Regions from separate parts of the Mus musculus genome. Here region 2 is linked to region 1. The links are chromatin contacts, called in public Hi-C maps. All regions are on one chromosome and are shown on one strand. Each heading gives the region's core, a stretch centred on a gene start, on an enhancer-like site or on the middle of the called end of the contact. The rest is flanking DNA. Distances are from core to core; before and after follow the strand shown. Region 1 has its middle 67 kb from the start of Plcz1. Region 2 overlaps Gm38917 (a long non-coding RNA gene).

Evidence for each region. A called contact is a pair of places that touch in the nucleus more often than the background predicts.
Region 2: a Hi-C map of the N1E-115 cell line shows a contact between it and region 1, with 5 times the contacts expected there. The contact joins two enhancer-like sites. A contact is called at or near these places in 2 of 484 Hi-C or Micro-C datasets (the N1E-115 cell line and liver).

The regions. Positions count from the first base shown.
Region 1 is chr6:139,970,484-139,978,320 of GRCm38.p6, reverse strand. No RefSeq gene overlaps it. Among named protein-coding and RNA genes, the nearest start is that of Plcz1, 67 kb to the left of the region's middle. Within about 2 kb of position 4,255, at least 5 of the 459 cell types and tissues checked have an H3K27ac peak or open chromatin away from gene starts, as enhancers often do. A contact at or near this core is called in the N1E-115 cell line and liver, where this site is marked.
Region 2 is chr6:140,276,941-140,284,777 of GRCm38.p6, reverse strand. The region is part of intron 2 of Gm38917 (a long non-coding RNA gene); the gene reads left to right. Among named protein-coding and RNA genes, the nearest start is that of Gm38917, 4.9 kb to the left of the region's middle. Within about 2 kb of position 3,762, at least 40 of the 459 cell types and tissues checked have an H3K27ac peak or open chromatin away from gene starts, as enhancers often do. A contact at or near this core is called in the N1E-115 cell line and liver, where this site is marked.

The DNA of each region.
Region 1 (7,837 bases), core at 3,006-5,505:
GGAGGCTGATACAGATGGGCTTGCATAATCCTCCTGGGTTTCTTCACAGGCGGCTGGTGGAAGTATTCCAGACATGCATGAGAGGAGTCACATTATATCACTTTCACTGAACTACGTTGACCAAAATAAACCAAAAGCCACTGAGTGAGGCCTTTTGTCATCTGTTCAGGCAGTAGTTAAAAAAAAAGTGGAGGTCAGATTTAATATATTGTGGTAGATGACTCTAAACAGATCTAATTTACGTTATCAATAATAAGAAAATTATCAGCAAAGATATTTATGGGAAGAAAAAAACCCACAAAGTTAGGAAGGAATTACTGCATTGCTTAAAGTACAGAGTTTTATATTGCATACCATACTAAATTAGATATCCTAAACATAATTTATAGGCATTGGTAAACAAGGCGGTTCACTAAGAAAGGGTGAATTAAAAGGCAAAATTATCTTTAAAACTTTAAAAATCATCTACACCCTAAACTGTAGTTTATTTTAGTAAAATTATATCCCTAAGTCATAGGGCAGAAAGTTCCCACCGAGCATCCCAAGTCAGGATGTGGCACGGAGAGTGGATGAATGGCTTCCTTTGGTTTCAGCTCTGACAAGTGCCCATCGGGCTCCAGGAGCTGAAGACTCATGCGTCATGATCGCCACTCCTTGGAGGGAGGTTTCCCTGTGCATGAAACTAAGGTGCTGAACAGTAGTTGCCAACCAATTAATAACTATGTGGTAAAAATGTGACTGGTTCCTGCCTTCCTGTAATGTTTACACCTTTGTCATGGAGCAGCCTCTATCACGAGCACTTATTTATCTCTCGATGTAGTAAAAGAGCTCCCAGGAGCTGGAAAGATGTCTCAGCAGGTAAGAGAACTTACTGCTCTTGCAGAGGACCTGAGTTTGATTTCCAGCATCCACTCCAGGAAGCTTACTGTCACCAATGACTCCAGTTCTAGGGGGTCTGAAGCTCTCTCCTGGCTTCTGTGGATGCCTGTATGCATCTGCTGCACACCTGGAGAAGCATGCACATAGACTCACAATTAAAAATGAGTTTAAAAGTTAAAATGAAGACAATGTCTTTTGTTCTCAACCTGAGGTCGTTTTCCCCTAGGAACTCCTGGTCCTGCCATGCACAACAAAGAGATTTTATCTGATGACGGAACCGAAACCATTACAAAAAGCAAGCGCTTTGGTTATGTACTGAAACCGCAGTTTTTATCTTCTATTGTTTAGGAACTGTACTTGAGATTCCCGCCTCGCGGGGAGTATTTCTCTAAATTAACTTTCACTTTTTATGATAGCTCTATGTTTATAGAAAAATGAAATAAGATACCTAGACTTCAACATAATACAGTTTAGAATATTACTTGTGATATACTCAATTTTCTATTCTGGGACATGGTCCCTGTGGATTTGGGAATACATTGTATCCTGCTGTGATTGTTGGCTGAAGTTTTCTATACCCATAGGTGCAGATTATCTACATGATCCTATTTGTTATTTGTAGTGAGACATCAAAATCTTTAAATATTGATGAGATGTTCATTTCTTCCTTCAACTTGTTCATTTTTGGTTTGTGTATTCATTATAACTTATTAACAGATTTATCCACATATATATTATAGTATAACATGCATTATTATATATAATTAACTTAGCCATGGCTTGTGACATTTTAGTTTCATATAAATTATATAACTATTCATATGTAAGTTATGCATAATTACTTTTTTGTTTCTTGTAGCAATTTTTGCAACCTCAGTATTATTTTCTCTATTTCAAATATCAACAAAGCCGCTCAGCTTTGGTTGGTTACTGCTTGCATAAATTTAGTTTTTCCTCCTTTTAACCTATTTACATCATGGGATACAGAGTCTCTTGTAGATGGTTTATAATTAAATCTTGCTTTACTAAATACATTACTCCAACCCTGCCTTTAATTGGAGAGTTTAATCCATTTATATTTAATGTAATTACAGAGACACAGTGCTTAACCCTACTCAGTTTCCCTTTTATTTCTGATGATGCCATCCTTTTGGTTCCCTGGGGGCTCTGTGACATCATTCTTTTTTTTTAGATATATTAAATAACCTTTTTATTCCTGTTTCCTTAGCATAGTTATTTTCTTAATGCTAGGCCTGTACATCCTAATTATCATCTTAGAGTATAATAATCTAATTCAAATTGTTATCAAGGCAATATCAAGGATTATAAAAGCTATGGTCATATGCAACTTCATATCCCCTTTCTGTTTTTATTGTCACAAAATACAACTTCATATAGTGTGTTCATTGACATGCTCTCAGAATTAGGGTTTTATTAACACTTTTAAACGCAGGCAAAAGTATTTTAAGCAGAAACAATTCAATACTGATCCCTCCTGTTTTATTGTTTTTGTAAAATACACATGGTGTGTCCTTTAAGTGAATAGCTCAGTGGTATTAAACACATTCATTATGTGTAGTCTTCCTCCATCTACCCTGTAACTTCTTAGACTCTGAAGACTGAAATTAAATACCCATTAAACAGTATCTTACCCCCAAATTCAGTGTTTCTTAGTAACTTTTATTCTGCTTTTTTTTTCTGTTTGTTTCTCTCCCAAATAAGTATAACCAGACTGTATTTAGCTTTTTGTGATTGGTTTACTTCACGTAGCACAATGTTTTCAACATTTTATCTCTGTGGGTGGAGCTGGTAAGATGGCTTAGCAAGTAAAGGTGTTTGCTACCCAACCTAATGATCTGAGTTTTATCACTGGGACTGTAAGGATGAGAGAGAGAGCTGACTCCTGCAATTGGTCCTCTGACCTCCACATGTGCGCCATGGAATGCATGTGCATGTTCACACACACGCACACACGCACACACACACACACACATGCACACACACACACACACTCACACACACACACAGAGTCCATCTCCATGTAGAGTCCTATCTTTATATAGACACTGTACTTTGGCAATGCATTAATTTGATGATTGATATTTGTTCAGCTACAATATTTCAGCTATGGACAGTGAGGCTCACCGACACACTTGGATTTCTTTGAGTGCCTGCTTTCAGAAATGTAAAGTTAACTTTCTGAAAACGTAAAGGGAAAGTTTAAGACAGAGTGGAATTGTAGGATCATATAGCAAATTGGCTTTAAATATTTATTACATTATGGCGTGTAAGTGTGGGCTGTGAGGAAGGCAGAGAATAACTGGGCGTTGTGTCCTAAGAGCCTTCTAACATTCTGTTTGGGACAGAGTCTCTCACTGTCCTCAAAGATCAGCATGGATGAAGTTCCAGGGATACGCTTGCCTCTCTCTCCCATCTCCTTATCACCAGGGCTGTGGATGCATGCTCCACACTTGTTATTTCATGTGGACTTTGGATGGACTTAGATATTCACGTTTGTGAGGCAAGAGGACTGAGCTAGCTACTCAACCTAGTTAAGTCCTTTTCCCAGTCTCTCCTCATTTCGTAAAACTACATATGGTTTCCACAGCAACGAAGATCATTGCCAAATCCAATCGCATGAAGCTTTTGCCCACTGTGTTCTTCTGAGTTTATAGTTTACAATTTTATCTTGGGATCTCTCAAACATTTCAAGGTAATTTTGTATATGGTATTAGATATTTTCTAATTCTTTACATCTAAATATTCAGTAATTTCAGCATTCTTTGCAGAAAAGACTGTCTTTACCACTGAATGGAATTGACAAGCTCATCAAAAATCAGCAGACAATATATGATGGGATTTATTTCTGGATTATTGATTCTCCTCCATCAGTTATATTCTTGTCTTTATGCTGCTGCCAAAGTTTTTGATTATTATAGGTTTGTAGTAAGCTTAGGAATTAGAGAGTGCAAGTTTCCAATTTTATTCTTTTAAAGAGAAGACATACAACCAACTTTAATGTTTTATTTTATACTGCTTTGTTGGTCTATGTTTTTCTATGGAACCTTCAGGAATTTCTGCATGCAAGGTACACCATTTCTGATCATCCTTTTCTATTGGAATGCATCTTCTTTTTGTACTTAATTGTTTTGATGACAACACTCAGTACTGTGCTGAAAAGTTCATTCTTGCCCCTTTCCTGGTGTTTTAAATTTTATTTTTTCAAATTCATGTGTGTGTGTGTGTGTGTGTGTGTGTGTGTGTGTGTGTGTGTGTGTGTGTGTTGAGAGGGAGAGGGAGAAGGGGAGGGAGAAGGAGAGGGAGGAGAGAAAGACTTGTGCAACCCATTTTTTTCTCCATTCTGAGAGTTCCAGGGACAGAGCTCAGGCTGTCAGGTCTGCCAGGCAGTACCTTCCCCAGCTGAGCCCTCCTGCTGGCCCTGCCTCTGATCTTAAGGGAATGATTTAAGTCTTTTCCATGGAGGTTGATGTTCAGTAGACGTTTTTACCCATGGCTGTTCTGCTGAGGAAGTTTCTAATCTACATCTTTCGATTGGAGATGGTTTAAAACATTTATGTTAAATTATTTATTGATAAGGAAGAACTTTGCTTATTTTGTCCTTTTTCTGTTTGCTGTATTGATTTTACTCTATGTTCTGTGTTTGTGTTTTCTGTGCTGCTGTCTTTTCTTTTCTTTTTCTTTTTTTGCCTTGATACATTGAAATTCTAAAATATTTCTCTGGATAGCTCATCTTTTGCAGATCACAAGCTCAGTCTTTTATTTTACACAACAATCCAGTCATTTACCCCAGGTGCCCTTTTGATTGTCCTATGAATCTGGATCTCAAGACCCCAGCCCTTTGATTCTTAGGAGAGAGCAAGCACACATACTTTTTTTTTTAACATTGCAAAAGAATTCAGAGATCTTCCTGCCTCTGTTAAGTACAGGCAATAAGCTAGTTGGGTGGGACCTCCCCACCCCCTGAAGCTACCATCTGTACCACATTGCCTGGGCCTAACCTTGCTCTGTCCCAGGCTGACATTGAACTCGGGAATCTGCCTGCGTTTGTATCGTTCTCAGAAGCCGGCTCACTAATGCCGCTACCGTTGCTCCTTTAGATTCATGAAGCCCCATACTACACACATAGCGCATCCTTCTTTTTTGCAGAGTTGAGAAATTATGTATTTTCAAACTCATGTTTTTAGAGTTCTTTTCCATAGCCTTAAGGGCTGTCCCAAAGGTCCCAGCATTTACAGCTTTGCTGAGACATTAGCCACACCTTCACCTCCCAGACTTCTGCTGTCTCTGATTTTCATGGAGTCATTAATGTTCACAGAGATCACATTCTCTGAAGGAGGAATGTAAAAATACGTACAGTATTATACCAACAAGCCTTACATCCACAGCAGCTATTGACACTCACGGGGGCCCATGTTGGCCCTGCCCCAGAGGCGGAAGCCATATCATTCCACCCCCACCAAAGCCATGCCAGACTACGTACACATTTGTAGGTAAAACCTGATATATAATTAAAGGCCTTATTTTCCTTCTGTTTATGACTTTCAGTTTCATCTCACTTCATTTCATTCTTTGTGTGTGTGTTTATTAGATATTTTCTTTATTTACATTTCAAATGCTATCCCGAAAATTCCCTATACCCCCCATGCCCTGCTCCCCTACCCACCCACTCCCACTTCTTAGCCCTGGCATTCCCCTATACTGGGGCATATAAAGTTTACAAGACCAAGGGGCCTCTCTTCCCAAAGATGGCCGACTAGACCATCTTCTGCTGCATATGCAGCTAGAGACACGAGCTCCGGGGGTACTGGTTAGTTGCACTACTTTTCAGTCCAGCTTGGCCTCAGATTCACAACATTCTACTTCCTGAGGCTGGGATTGCATATGCCACCATGCCCTTTGTCCCTCCTGCCCTCACTTCCTCCCTCCTTCATTTCTCTTTCTTCCTTTTCCAACCTTCTTTCCTTCCTTTCCCCTCTCTTTCTTCCTTTCAGAAGAATCTATATTTTATAAAGTACCAACTATAACCATCACATCTTCTTGACTCCAGGTTGTGCTGGGGTTTGGCATTACAGTATTAGCATAGTTTGTTTTGTACCCTTCTGAACGTGTTTTAAAGTGTGTATTCTCTGTTGTGTCTGATAGCTCTGTATGTCAGCTTAGAGGTCAACTATAATGTGATAGATTTCTGTAAATCCCTAGAGCCTAAATGTATAAATAAATCCATGTCCAGTGTTTATTGACTCTCTGTGCATAGTGGAACATGCCTTCTTCTATTCTCATCTGGAAACTCTCCACCTCACCTTCACCTTTATGTCAACTTTGCACAGCCTGGAAGGTAGCCAGAGATGGGTGCTTCTGGTAATCCCAGGACCTTTCTCACTGTGAATTTAAATTGGGCATTTGTGTATTTTTCTAGATTCCTAAGAACTTGTGGGAAATTTTCTAGGTGCTTATTCTTCTTCAAATTCTGTTTATGTATGTGTGTTGGTTCGAGGGACATGGATGGGTAGTATAGGTGCCGAGGCCAGAAGAGTTTATTCCCTGGAGTGAGAGTTACAGGTAGTTATAACCACCAAGTGAGTTCTGGGAAACACTGAGCAGCTGGCTCTCCCCCAAGGTCATCACTCTTTAAAGTGTTTTGTTTGCTTGCCTTGCTGCCCAGACTTTCCAGCTACTCTGTTGTTAGACATGATTAGTACACTTAAATGTTTTGGGCAAGTGGGCTGCTTGGCTACCTTAGTCAGTAGAACACGACGACACTCTGAAATACTCTTGGAAGCTTCTCCTCACTTCAGCACTGGGAGATTCTGGGTGAGACAGATAAAGACACCTACTTTGAGCTTTCTGGCTTTTTTAGCCAAATCTTATCAGATAGCCTTAATTGTGTGGTCAGGATAAATCTCATTTTCTTCCATATTAATTTAGGCAGATGGTAATGCATTTTTCTCCTCTTACAGGAAATATACTTCCGTCTAGACCTAGAAGGACAGGTTTGAGAGTTCTGACTTGCTAGAATCCTTTGTGGATTCTGGTGCGGTAGAAGAGCTGGTTATGTCCAGAGTCCCTCATATGCTCTGTTTTTCTTCCTTTCCCTGGCTCCCTTCTCACCATGTGTGATCTAATAGTCACTCAACAGGCAAAGTCAAGTCACATCTTGCCTCCCCTTGGACATCCCTGGGCCCTGTCATTCTCTCATTGATGGTACAGTCAGACTTGAGATGAATAGATCTAGACAGGAAGTCTTCAAGGCCTAGAGAAGAAATTAGCTGATCTTTGTACCAAGGCTAGTCTGGCAAGGACTCTGGGTATGGATCATAGTCACTTCTAGGGGAAATAGAGTTCTTCATAGTGAGGTCACGGGGAAGAGCTCCCCTTTGCTTTGTCTGAGGATGTACTGTCAATGAGAAAAACCTGTGTTGGCTTAGGGCTTATTACTTGCTTGGAGAAGCAAATATCAATAACATGTAAAATAAAATGTGAATGCGCACACATCTAGAGATGACAAACATATAGGAGAAAAGGTAGGGTAGGAAGGATCTGGTGTGTGTCCTAGGACAGCAGTTTGCCATGTCACCGTGGTGTCATGGGATGGGTTTGACAGAGACAGAGACATTTGCTCAAGATCTGAAGGATGTGTGGGAGTCAGAAAAGTGGACAGAGGGACCCAAAGAACCTTTTTTTGGAGAAGGGGTTGAATGATCAAAGACTTCAAGGATGAAACATGCCTGAAGTGTCCAGCGGACAGAAAGGAGGCCACGGCTGGAGCTCTGAGGATAGAGGGACACAAGGAGCGTCAACATCAGAGAGACAGAGAGCTGTTGAGAAGTCAGCAATAGGGCCTTTCAGGCTATTTTAAAGGCTAGGGCTTTTGCTCTGAAATTAGAGGCTCCTGCAGAGTTTAGAGCAGAAGGATGCCAACATCCCAGAGGCCATGGTG
Region 2 (7,837 bases), core at 2,513-5,012, 310 kb before region 1:
TAACTGTAATCTTGCTACTGCTGAGTTAAAAGGTAGGTATCCGTGTTTCTCTTGGTTCTAGGCAACCCCGTGAAAGGGTCATTTGACTCTCAGAGGGCTCTCAGCTCAGGTTGAGGGCCACTGTTTTAGAAGACTGTGAAACTTCCACGAGGTGGAGAGAGCCTCACTTGGGGAAGTAAGTTTCTGGGTCAGGTCTTATCTTATAATTTACCCCCTTTTCCTATCTATTGCCTGCTTCCTAACTATGGCAGCAAGGTGAGCACTACCCCATGCTCCTATGGCTCTGTGTTCCCACCCACCCTGATGGTCTCTAATCCCCTCACACTGTAGCCAACATAGCCACCCCATCAGGTATTTGGTCACAGCAAGGAGAAAAGTTTGTAATATGGTCTGTTTTCTCAATCCCATAAAGCTTATCATGGCGTATCGCGCACCTACTAATTACCCCTACTTCTATTATAGCTTCTTTTTGACATGCCTCAACCTTAATTGTAGGTTCTATTCCTTCGCCAGAGATCAGCTCCTGAAATCCAATGCCGGGCTGTAAATGGCCTTCCTTACCTTGGTTTTCTTGCTGTCCGTCATTATCTTAGAACCTTGCTCGGCACTCTGTACATGTGAGATATTTATCTTGGAATAAGTCACTCACTAATCCCCCCCCCCCAATTCCCTTCTCTCAAGGAAGTAGTGGTGGCGTTTCCTGAGTCACCTACACCCCTCTTAGCATCCCACGAGCTGACTGGTGTGCTTTCTATGCGGCCGGCTGGGTTTAGAAGTTTAACGTGCATCTTCAGGATGGTGGTTTTGTCTAAATGAAGTTAATGGGCCCATGTGGGGGTTAAATAGATACCTTTGCCTTCATTAACGCCTTGCTCTTATCTGTTGAGCTTTGCCTGGGTGCACACACGTCTTCTTAAAGAGCCTCAAGCTTCTATGGGAAGTGAAAACTTGTTGCTCGTTAAACTTGGACGTTGAAAGCTGGACTTCTCTAGAAACTATTGTCCTTTCACAGAAGAGCCTGGGATGGTCACAGGGACAGATCTTGACTTACTTCTAAAATCAGACAATAAGAGCTCACAGAGAGGACCAGCTACCTGGCAGATGTTTTAAATAGAGTCTGGAAAACTCCACGGTGCATTCAATAAAAGATTCAGACAAATAAATGAACCAACAAAGAAACCCAAACTCTACGATGAACAGCCATGGTGCTCTATATTGTATATAAGTCTAGCAATTGAGAGGCTGAGGCGGGAGGACTACCATGAATTTGATGGAGGCCAGCTGGACTCTATAGTGAGTCCCAGCCTTTTTGGTCTTCAGAATGAGAGACTTTGTCTCAAAACCAAACCAAACAACCAAATAAGCTAGATACAGTGGTGTATATCTGTAATCCCATACTTGGAATTTTTAAAATAATAATGGCCAATTTTTCTGTCATGTTGATGCTTTTGATGCAGTTCTCCCCGAATGTGGGGCTCTGAGGGCAGCAAGACTACATCTGAGGGCCCTTTTTAACAAGTCTGAGAGGTTTGTGAAGGGAAACAATGGGGAAATATTCATTAACTCTAAGCCCTGAGGGGAAAGGTCAAGGCAGGTTATTCAGGGAGCAGTGTCTAAAAGGGCGCATGCAATCTTTTAATGGAATGAGAATAGTGGCAGAAAGTATTTTTAGAACAAAGGGTGAAGTTTTGGGGGTTAAACACAATTGCATCCAGAAGATGAATATCTTTTTTCTCTGTTTCTATCGGAAAAGTTACACTTAAAATATTGATTATCGTTATTTTTAATTTATGTTTATCCATAGGCATGAGTGTATGACACACTACAGTGCCTGTTGAGGCCAGGAGAGGGTGTCAGGTTCTCCGAGCTGCAGTTACAGGAGGTTGTGAGCCAGCCCTTTGGGTGCTGGGAACAAGACTCTGGCTTCTGACTGAGCAGCAAGTGCTTGTAACAGCCAAGATGTCGCGCCAGCTCCTCCTTGTTCTTCATACTGACTGGATTAGACAGTTTGATAACCGCACCATCTCAAATAACTTCTTTACATATTTGTCCTAATCAGAAGAGCTGAAGGTGCCCTGAAATTCCCCATAGCGCTTCAAATAAAATGGTACAATACTTTCAAAGGGGAAACAGAAACAGATAGTTAATTGATTTTTTTTTTTAAATAGCGTTTGCTGGGTTAAGTGCCTAGAAGAAAATTCTTAGGAAGAAAGCTCAAACTTCAAACTGCATCTATCTGATCCAGACCGCAGCAGACCTGACATCCCTCCTGGCAGCATCCATCCATCCGGTCCAGAACTGGGAATACCAAACACACAGCTGTGCGCGAGAACGGATGTGTTGACATCAGCTTTCAGTTTTTGTGCGATTCTGACAAGAGCTTTCTTCTTTTGTGACTGCCCCAACTGTTCCTCCCAGGCAGAAGGCAAGCAGCACTCCAAATTCACAGCAGTGTCCCCAGTTAGGGGACCTTGGAGCCATCCACATCGTGGGCACTTCAATGCTCTTTCAAAAGAATCAAGCAAGCCTAGCTTTCACAGTGGGCCTGACACTCGATGGCCACAAAACAGGAAGCTTTTCCTCTGAGCTATGCTATTTGCCGACTGATTTTATTTTTAAATCCACCCAGCGGACCGTCCTGTAAAGATGAAGCAGAAGGCTTTGTACCCCCAAATGAATCTTGCCACTTAATGAACGCATTTGCAAACTAATAATCTACTGGGCAGTCAGGCACCGTGAACCTAACTTAATTTCACTGGACTATAAATAGTCTGGTCAAGGGGCGGGGTCATGCCGAGGGCTTTCTAAATGCAGTGCCTTTAAAGCTGGCAGATGTTTTGAAGTCTTACTCTCTAATGTCTAATGTAATTATGAGTTAATTGGGACTAAAATGAAATTCGGCCAAAGGAGGATGATATTCGAAGGCCCTGCCTGTCTTGGAACAGTATTTCTTAGTGGAAATACAAAGGCTTTTTGTCTTTTTAGTTTTCCTAGAATTCGCTTCTGAGTGGCGGGGTAGCGCGCCTCGTATACCTGTATTCCACCGAGGCACGTTAATTCTGAAGTAATGAGTGCAAATGAATGGGCTTATTGCCTGATTCCAGTTGTTTAATGCAGTCAAGGGTGGATTGTTCTGTGACTTTAAGGCTGGTTTATCACTGAGTTGCAAGCCTGTGGGCTCTTTTGGCCTTGAAAGTAAAACCAAGTAAAATGTGCAGGTAAAATACATTAGGGAGTAATTTGCTTCCTTTCATAAGTGAGGAGAGCTTCCAGTGGCTCCTGCTCCACCCCATTCTCACTTGATCCCTGCCCTCACATCGCTCCACCCCTCCCCGCCCCTCCCCCACTCCCACTGCACCCTCCCTCCCTCCCCACCCTCACCTCACCCCCATTAGCACACAGGTCTCACACATCCCAACCTGGCCTAGAATTTGACACATAGCCTAAGGACTGGCCTTGAACTCCCAATCTTTCTTCCTCCACCGCCCCAGAACTGGGATTCCAGGTGTGTACCAACACACCCAGTTAATGGGAACAGAGCCAAGGGCCTCCGGATGCTGGGCCAGCCCTCTCCCTCCGGAGCTGCAACCCAGCTCTGGCTTTGTCCACAGCAGCTTTGAGAAGCTGGGAGTTTAGATTAAAGCCTGATGAAGGAGTTGTTTACCCGATGAAAAGTGTCTGGAGTTCTCCGGAGTGTGGCATCCACATAAGCTGCTCTTATAACTAGAGCCACGGCCCAGCCACTGTCTAACTGTCATTACAACATCCTGGAAGAAGCGGGGCCAGGTGTGGTTGATGATTTACCATTTTTCTGGACAAACACTGAGCCCACATTGCACTTTGTCCTGGGAACTATGACTGGCAGATTTGCTACATTGTAACCAATTTCTCTTTGAATTAAGGAAGCTGCTTTTGCTGTTTCATGGACTTCAGAATCTCCTCTCCTATATGGATAGCTGGCAAATCTTTTAAGCCAGGGCTTGTGTCTGGCTAGATTTTATTTCCGTGGAAAAGAACATGTGTACCTGATGAATATTTGGTTACAAGAGAAGCAAGATAATTGGAGTCTGATTATCAGCTCTTGAATTGATTGTTATTATTTTATGTGCATGGGGTGTTTGTATGCATGAAAATCTGTGCATGCTATGTGTACCTGATATCTGGAGACCACTAGAGAGCACTAGAGCCTCTGAACTTGAGTTAGGAACAGTTGTGAGCCACCATGTGGATGCTGGAAATTGAACCTGGGTCCTCTGGAAGAACAGCTAGAGTTCTTAACTGCTGAGCCATCTCTCCAGCCTCATTTTATTTTTAAGATTTCATTATGATTATTTTAAAATTATGTGTCTATGCGTGTGTCTGTGGATAGGGGTGTGTGCACCTGAGTAGAGGTGCCCTTGCAGTCCAGAAGAGGGTATCTGAGCCCCTGGAGCTGGAGTTGTAGGTGACTGTGAGCCACTGGGTCTGGTTAGTGAGAAATGAATTTGGGTCCTCTGGAAGAGTAGTATTCACTCTTAACTGCTGAGCCATTCCATCAGCTCCACCCACCCCCACCCCAATTGATCTTTTTAAAATGTTGCAATAGAGAGTAACTTTAGACTGATAAAAACGTCCATGCAAACAACAAACGAACATCTATAAATAGCACTCAGCTCATGTTAAATGCAACATGCCACAAACCAGGGACTTCCATGGTAATTATCCAAGACTCATGCTTTTAAACGTTTCTAGGGAGAATCAGCTCGCTCTGAAAGAGCCCGTGGTCTGGGTGAAATTGCAGAAAAGGTGTTGCGATTGCAATTAGTCTTCCCTGGTGGTAAATTCCCCAATGGCACCGTGCCGTCCCTTCTGCAAAATTAAATCTGCCTACTTTACAGAGCAGCCAAGACTCTGCAGGGTTTGGCTCTGTCTGGTGATTCTGGCCTCTTCAGTTCCAGGTTCCTTTCCTTAGCCCTGTTTCTTTGTCTAGCTGGATCCCACCTTTCTTTGGCCTGGGAGTGCAGCTCAGTTGATGGAGAGCTTGCCTAGCTAAGCCCTAGGTAAACCAGGCATGCTGCCACGTGCTTGTCAGTCCAGTGCTGGGGAGGTGGAAGCAGGAAGACCAGGAGTTGAAGGTTATCCTCAGCTACATAGTTGGAGGCCAGCCTGGGCTACAAGAGACCCTGTTTCAACCAACTGACCAATCAATCAACCAACCAGCCAACCAAGAACCACCAAGACAAAAGTTCATTTCTCTGGAAAACAGCTCCTCCCCTTTCCCCAAAGCCACGGCACCCAGCCATGGTACAGACATTAGCATTTTATAGACAGCAGGCACACTGAACTTTTAACATCATACAATGTTTGATTATTCCTTCCAGAACGTTCAAGTCCGCTACAGAGTTAAGATCACCCCTCGGCATGTGGTTCACTGGTATTTTATCCTGAGAGCAAAAGAAAAAAAGTCTGCTGTGGTTTGAGTGTTTGCGTCCCTTCGACAATTCATATTGTGAATGAAAAGCCCTGGAAAGGAGCTGTGTCCGCAGAGACTGGTGACTGATTAGAACTTCAGTCCTCCCCAGAGATTGGAGTACTGCGGGCCCAGAGGTTAATTTCCTTATCTTGGGCTAGTTCTAGCCCTCTGCAATGGCTAATCCTTGCCCGCCTCTGTGTCAGAACTAACATCTTGTGACTAATAGAAAACGACCCCTTAGAATGTATTATCTCGGAAGCTCCTACCAATCCAAGAGCTAAGAGTGTCAGCAGACAGCATCCTGGGTTTACAGACAAGCTCCTTGCATCTTGCTGTGCCTGCCTCTGCTGTGCACTCACCAACGGATTTTATTTAACCTTGCCTTGATTTATGACTTTCCTTGTTCTGTAAAACTATAAAAATGTCAGGAAGCTGCTTCCACATCGGAACATGGAATTTGGAGTTCCTGGGCTGTGGCTATTCAAAATGGCTACAGAATAAACTATCTCTTACTCCCTTTAAGATCAGAGAGTTGTTTGTTTTGTTTTGTTTTGTTTTAAATGTCAATAACCTCCACCCCCAGCCCCATTACAGCAGTGTTCAGAGATGTAACCTCTGGGAATGATCAGGCCCTTGGATCAGATGCCCTCAGAATTAGGCATTCGGGAACTAGCCCTTCTCTTTTCCCACATGAGGTCACAGGAGTGACTCCTCTAAAGGCATCGTCTTTGAATGGTGGAATGAATCCTCAGTGGACACTAGATTTGTTTTGGACTTTGCAGCTTCAGGATGTGTGGGAAAAACTATTTTTTTTTGTAAATTACTGGGTCTAGAGTATTTTGTGATAGTAGCAAGAATAGTCTAAGATAAACAGTAAGTACCATGAATGTCTCTGGCCCATGTCTGTTAAATATGTAGACCAAAGAAAAATTTTTGGACACTTTATGGCAAACTGGTAGCCATCTTTAAAGTCCTTTCAGGGTAATAGGTTAGGAGCCAGGTTGACCCAGCCCTTTCCTTTGACAATCTTGCCAGAATTTAATGACAGTTTGGTCAGAGTGGCAAAGGACTGTGAGGTGATTTCTCTTTTCCCAGAAGGGAGTGTTTTCCTCTGTGTTCTCATTCCTCCTCGCTCACTGTTCTTGGAACACACGCATCTATCTCCATGGGTTTTTCTTCTCAGTTGAAATATTTCTCTGACATTATGAACTTCTTTGCAAACCCTCCGTAGACAGTGTGGCTTGCTTAGCCATGAGAAGCCCTTGAAGAGAAAGCACCACGTTACTGCTTTGATATTCATTTAACAGTTTAAGAGGCAAATGAATCCTTACCCTTCATGTGACTTTTAGCTTCTTAGCTGGCCTTGGAGAACACTAAAGCTAGATAGATACATAGATAGATGATGAATAGATAGATAGATAGATAGATAGATAGATATAGATAGATAATTGATAGATAGATAGATAGATAGATAGCACCCTTTCTTTCCACTCCAGGTTTTGGAAAGCGATCAGAGGCAGAAGAAGCCAGCAGGCACTCTGCTAAAGAGAGGTAAGTCAGAGTTATTTGTCTTGCCCTGTGTTGGGCAAATGCTTGACTTGAAGTTGCTCAATGGAGGAAGGGGCTTATTTTAGCTCATGAGGATACCGTTCATCATAACGGGAAGGCATCCACAATGGCAGCAGAGGGTACTTCCTCCTGTGTCTCGGAACAGGAAGCAGAGAGCAGACAGGAAGTGAGGCTATAGAACCTCGAGGCAAGCCCATCATTCCTCCCTCGCTCCACCTCTTGTAGGTTCACCGAAACAATACATCTGGCTACCAAGTGTTCAGACACTAAGCCTGGTGGGATGCGGTAGAGAACATATCTTGTTCAAGCCATAGCAGGATGCAAGGCTTTGCCCATACACTTAAGGTTTTATAGTTATCTTCTCCCTATATAGAAGAGAAGAGATGGCTCTCTGTTGAAGTGAGTTAAGTCAGTGAAGGAAGAAACAGAATTTAGACTGTTAGAGTTGCATGGGAGGCTAGCTGGAGATAAAGGACACACACTTGTGCTTTTTATGGCCTGTAACATTGTAAAGATGACAACAGTATAAAGCGCTGTATTTACAGGGCCAGTTCTTGCCTCAGCACATCGCCTCGTGTTGCTCCCGCCGATCTTTACAGGAAGGTTAAAGCAATCTGTGTGACATATTTCATTCATCAAAGCAACTTCACTCGCTGGCCTTTCTCAACTCAGAATAAAAATAAGACCGCTGAAGCCTTTTCCCGTTCAAAGATGCATAAATCTGCAAAAATAAGTTTAGGGGGGAAAAGAGAGAGAGATTTGAGGTGTGGCTCAGACGGATTTGTGCTCTCAAACAATATGTTTCCAAAAGTAATG